2 separate regions of the Sus scrofa genome follow, and region 2 is linked to region 1. A link is a contact called in public Hi-C data. All regions are on one chromosome and are shown on one strand. The core of a region is the stretch at or near the end of the contact, and the rest is flanking DNA. Distances in the headings are between cores, read along the strand shown.

Evidence for each region. Hi-C and Micro-C count contacts between places; a contact is called where the count stands out from the background.
Region 2: a contact with region 1 is called in a Hi-C map of heart right ventricle, with 4 times the contacts expected there. The contact joins the promoter of PCP2 here to the promoter of SNAPC2 in region 1. A contact is called at or near these places in 1 of 47 Hi-C or Micro-C datasets (heart right ventricle) and 1 of 2 datasets of contacts at active chromatin or transcription factors (alveolar macrophages).

Annotation. Positions count from the first base shown.
Region 1 is chr2:71,293,110-71,295,809 of Sscrofa11.1, reverse strand. It overlaps SNAPC2 (snRNA-activating protein complex subunit 2), which reads left to right and starts at 1,302. Exons shown (of 5, transcript XM_003123198.4): 1 at 1,302-2,136. The coding sequence starts at 1,954. TGFBR3L (transforming growth factor-beta receptor type 3-like protein) reads left to right here. Exons shown (of 7, transcript XM_021083896.1): 6 at 157-229; 7 at 442-850. The coding sequence ends at 212. LOC110259350 (a long non-coding RNA gene) reads right to left here and starts at 859. Exons shown (of 2, transcript XR_002341675.1): 1 at 719-859; 2 at 322-539.
Region 2 is chr2:71,469,673-71,472,372 of Sscrofa11.1, reverse strand. PCP2 (Purkinje cell protein 2 homolog) reads right to left here and starts at 1,302. Exons shown (of 5, transcript XM_013987340.2): 1 at 552-1,302. The coding sequence starts at 757. TRAPPC5 (trafficking protein particle complex subunit 5) reads left to right here. Exons shown (of 2, transcript XM_003123147.5): 2 at 1,315-1,932. The coding sequence starts at 1,330. The coding sequence ends at 1,896.

The sequences.
Region 1 (2,700 bases), core at 53-2,552:
CTGGCCCCCAGCCTATTCTGGCGCGTCCTGTCCCCAGGTCGCTTTGATCCCAGCCTGCAAGGGCCTGACCATGCCTCCGCTACGCCCGCAGAATCCCCCAGGGGGCGCCCTTGCCCAGGCCCTTACCCAACCCCTCAGCTTGTCTTTCCTCTCCAGCGCCCCCACCCCCTGGCCCGCCTCCAAGAACCTCGCCGGGCGGCCCCCAGCCCTGAAGGCCCCAGTAAGGCAGGTAAGAGTTGGGGGCAGAGATGAGGGGGAATGTCAAGTGGGGCCGGTAGGACAGCTGGAGGAGGGAGGTGATAATGACTCTTATACAGCGCGTTCTCTCTGCCAGGCAGAATTCCAAGTTTTTTACGCATGTTAATCCCTGTAACATGGTAGATACTTTTATACTCCCCATAATGGAGATACGAAAAATGAGGCACTCTCTGACTTGCCAAGGTCACAAAATTTGGTGAAGATGAGATTTGAACTCGGTGGCCCGCGGCGGATTGCAGGCTCAGCGTCGCAGGAAAGGACCTCAACATCTCAGGCAGGCACTAGGCAAAGAAATTTGGGTTTCAGACCTAGCACTCACCCTCACCCCAGCACACAGACTGATGGGGCGGCCAATGATCGGCTGGAAAGGGGGTGACCCGCCTCTGTGTCCTACTCCCCGCTCAACCCGAGTCGCCCTTCCCCAGAGATGGCGCGCCCCCAACAGGGTCCGGAGACATACCAACCACGGCCTCAGACCACGCCCGCCAGGACTTCGGATTCGAAGGGACCACAATCCCTGCGCCCCGCCTCCTCTCGTTCCTCCTCCCATCCTCCCACCTGGATTCAAAATAAACACGTGGCCTGAACTGCAGAGTTCTGAAGTTGGCGTAGGCGCTTAGCTCGTGGGTGGGGAATCAGGGTTGGGAGAGGTCCAGACTGGAGGGGTGGGGCTTTGGGGCGGAGCTCAAACGCATACAAATACGTGCCAGAGGAGACCCAAGGGCATTTTGTTCCATATAAAAGAAAGGATACCCAACCCTAGCAGCTTAAATTTTATTTTAATTATTTATTTTGCTTTTTAGGGTCGCACCCGGGGCATATGGAAGTTCCCAGGCTAGGGGTCGAATCGGAGCTGTAGCTGCCTGCCTACTCCACAGCCACAGCAACGGGGAAACCAAGCCGTGTCTGCGACCTACACCATAGCTCACAGCAAATGCCAGATCCGCGAATCACTGAGCGAGGCCAGGGATCCAACCCGCATCCTCAAGGATACTAGTCGGATTCATTTCCGCTGCGCCACAACGGGAACTCCCTTAAATTTTAAATAAGCCTCCTCTCCTTCCTCCACCCCTACACCGGCCCACCTGCCTTCTCAAAGAGGGAACTTATTCGCGCTCCACTCCCACCGCCCAGATCCTGCCGTCGCTTAAGCCACAAGCTCAGGTCTACCCCAGCCCCCTCTCCCTCTAGCCTAAAGGTCCTCAAATCCCTCCTGCCAGAGCTCCTTCCTCCCCGCACAGAAGGGCAGGACTATTAACTCCATTTTACGGTTGAGGAAATTGAGGCTAGGCACGGCCAAGTCACTTGCTCACCAGTCGGGGCTAGCCGACCCCACAACCCAGGCTCTTGGCTACGACTGGATAGTTGCTTTCTGGCCAGGGCCCACCCCTCTGCGAGTTTCCCAAGACTTAGTCCTGGACTGGAGAGAAGGCACGAGATCTAAGGTGTCGGCTCCAGTTCACAAAAGAGATAGAATGCGTGTGTGTGTGTGGGGGGGTCTTTTCCGCTCCCGCCTCAGATACCACTCCTTCCATTTTTTCCCAGGATGGCAGTTCGCTTCCGATTGCAAACGCAGAGCCACGCCCCCGTCCCTTTCTGCCTCCGCGCGGGCCTTTTTGGCTCCACCGGCCGCCGTAACCCCGCCCACCACGGAAACGGCTCAGCTGCAACACCGCCCTCCCGCGCCGCACCGGCATGAAGCCTCCTCAGCGGCGGCGAGCCGCCCCAGCGCGCTATCTGGGAGAGGTGACCCGGCCCGCGGCCTGGAGCGCCCGCGAGAAGCGGCAGCTTTTACGACTGCTGCAGGCGCGACGGGGCCAGCCGGAGCCGGACGCCGCCGAGCTGGCCCGGGAACTGTCGGGCAGAAGTGATGCGGAGGTAAGAGGGGTCCGGAGACGGGAGCGAGGCTGGAGGCGGGACTAGGATGCGTCCAGGACTGGCGGCGGGGCGGGTCCTGGTAGTGGGCGGGTGGAGGGTGAGGCTTAGGGCGGGGGCGAGGCTGAGGAACCGGAAGAACGCTGGAGGAGGCGGGACTGGTGCGAGGCTAGGCAGTGTGTCCCTGCGAGAAGCTGAGGGCGGGGTGGGGGCGGGGCATGGCGCGTCTTGGGGCGGGGCTAGGAGGAGGCAGTGCCCTGGAAGGCTGAGGGGGCGGGGCGAACTCTGAGTAAGACCCGGTCTCCGCCCGGGACTGGAAGGAAATTGCAGCCAGCACCTGGGCGGGAATGAGGTTGAAATGAGTCGGGGAATGGGGCAGAGTGGACGAAGTTGGGAGGTGACTAGGGTAGTACTTAGCACGGGCTTGGGCCCTGCCAAAGGGAGGAGCCAGAACTGGCCTTGCATCTTTGTCAGGTAACGGATCACACCTGGGGCCTTGGCCCGAGACCCTTAAGGGTCACTGTGACTCAACCCCGGGCTAGCGGGAGGCCAGAGAGTAGGCAGTGG
Region 2 (2,700 bases), core at 53-2,552, 180 kb before region 1:
CTCTGCGTGGTCCACTCCTGGGCCGGGATCCAGATCTTTCCGCGGCTTAGCGCACCAGCCCCATGGCAGCCGGGTGGAGGGTCTCAACACCCCCCCGCTCCCCTATCGCGCGCTGGGCCCTCCCCACGTAGGCAGCTGCGCACCGGGGCAGGTGCATCCTGGAGCTCCTGAGATTCCCCTCCCCCACTGGACTTTCCATCCGCCACGCAGACCTGGTTGGGTCCCTCTCAGCAACCCTAGGCTTTTTTGCCTCTGGCCCTGTCCCTACATAGTCTGGGCGGGGTTCTCGACCACCCCTCCCGACCCCACCCTTGGGGGAGGGGGTCTCAGCGCCCTTGGGATCCCCCACATCTGCTGCCATCCCCCATCGCAGTGTTTTTCTCAGCACCCCCTCGTGGTTTTCTCCCAACAACCCCTTTCCGGGTCTCCAGCCACCGACAGCAGTGGCCTCACGCCCTGGGATGGGAGGATCACAGCGCCCCCTCCTGGCTCCCCTAACTTCCGGGTCCCACAGTCGGCTCCCTCCTTCTGGAGTCCCACTGTGCACCTACCTTTCTGGAGAGCACGAGGGTAGGGGGCTCCCAACACCTTCTCTGGCCGCCCGTCCAGTCTTTTTCCCAACGCAGGCCCACTCAAGAAGGCATGCTTCATGCAGGACAAATCGGAGTTGCCCCAGGGCACGGGTTTGGAAGGGTTCCCGGCATCCTTTTTCCTTGCCTCGAGTATCTTGCCGGTTCCCCCAGCCCCCAACGCTCATGGCCTTCGGTCTCGACGCTGTTTCTACTCCTCTCTCTCCCTATTTCCCCGACTTTCACCTTGGGAAGTTGGCGCTGTTGCTGCTGGAGCGCACGGTGGGAGAGGGGCAGTTGCCAGTGTCCTCCCATGGCCGCCTGTTCTCCTCCCCTTCCTGCCCTGGGTCTGACGCCCCGGCCCGTGTGCATTAATTAGCTTTATAATTACTCGCACAGGTGGCGGAGGGTTCATGATGGCGCTATTAACGCCTGAGGATCACCTGGAACGCGAGCGTTGGGTCGTTTGGGGCGACCCCTTCTGGTCCCCCTCTTGTATCTCCTCCCACCTTCCTCCTCGAGCCACCCTCCCAAACCTCCTCGGCAAGAATCTAAACCTACCCCAGCTCCCCTCCTTTGTCGCTGGCTAGGCGTAACGCACGTAGGCTTTACGCGCAGGTGGAGGCCTGCATGTCTTCCACTCATCTCTTCCCACGTGGGAAGTCAACGATGGAGCACACGAGGGCGGGGAGGGGCAGGGGGTTCTTCCCGCCTCTGACACCCACGTTTCCTTGTTTCCCCGCAGGGCGGCGGCGGCGCCATGGAGGCGCGCTTCACGCGCGGGAAGTCGGCGCTGCTGGAGCGCGCACTGGCCCGGCCGCGCACGGAGGTGAGCCTGAGCGCCTTCGCGCTGCTCTTCTCCGAGCTGGTGCAGCACTGCCAGAGCCGTGTCTTCTCCGTGGCGGAGCTGCAGGCGCGCCTGGCCGCGCTGGGCCGCCAGGTGGGCGCCCGCGTTCTGGATGCGCTGGTGGCTCGAGAAAAGGGTGCCCGGCGCGAAACCAAGGTGTTGGGCGCCCTGCTCTTCGTTAAGGGCGCCGTGTGGAAGGCGCTCTTTGGCAAGGAGGCCGACAAGCTGGAGCAGGCCAACGACGACGCGCGCACCTTCTATATCATCGAGCGGGAGCCGCTCATCAACACCTACATCTCCGTGCCCAAGGAGAACAGCACGCTCAACTGCGCCAGCTTCACGGCGGGCATCGTGGAGGCGGTGCTCACGCACAGTGGTTTCCCCGCCAAGGTCACGGCCCACTGGCACAAGGGCACCACGCTCATGATCAAGTTCGAGGAGGCGGTCATTGCCCGAGACCGGGCCCTGGAGGGCCGCTGATCCCACGCAGATAAAGGATGCAGATTGCTCCCTTCCCAAGTGTGTCTTGTGTCTTGTGTGAGGGCCTCGGAGATGCGCTCAACACCTTGGCCCAGGCCCCTGCCTCAGACTGATGAGGGAGGCCAAGGCCCAAGCATGTTTATAATATAGAGGGGAGGGAGGGAGGGACACCTTGGGGGTGGGGGAGGCTGGGGGCCGAGAGAAGATAAACCAGGCGGAAGGAGCTGCTGGTGTGGCTGGAATGGGGAGAATGCTGACACTTTCTGGGATCATAATTGGAGACCATCTGTAGGCTGAGGCTGAAGAGGTCGGGATAGGGAGGCATTGGGATGGAGGGACCAAGGCCAGGGAGATTTCTTTCCTTTTTTTGTTTTTGTTTCTGTCTTTTTGAGGGCCGCACCTGTGGCATATGGTGGTTCCCTGGCTAGGGGCTGAATCGGAGCTGTAGCCACCCGCCTATACTACAGCCACAGCAATGCCAGATCCCAGCCCCGCCTGCGACCTACACCACAGCTCACAGCAATGCTGGATCCTTAACACACTGAGCGAGGCCAGTGATTGAACCCACAACTTCTTGATTCCTAGTCGGATTCGTTTCTGCTGCGCCACAGCAGGAACTCCAAGGGAGATTTCTTTAGACCAGGGGTTGGCACCCTTTTTCTGTAGAGGATCAGAGAGTAAATAGTTTCTACCCAGCAGCCTCTGTTTGACAGCAGAAGTGGGGGGAATGGGGGCAAATGTATGTCTAGAAAACAGGCAGAGGGTGGTGGTCAACCATTTTTTTTTAGACCCTTGCTGTTCAGA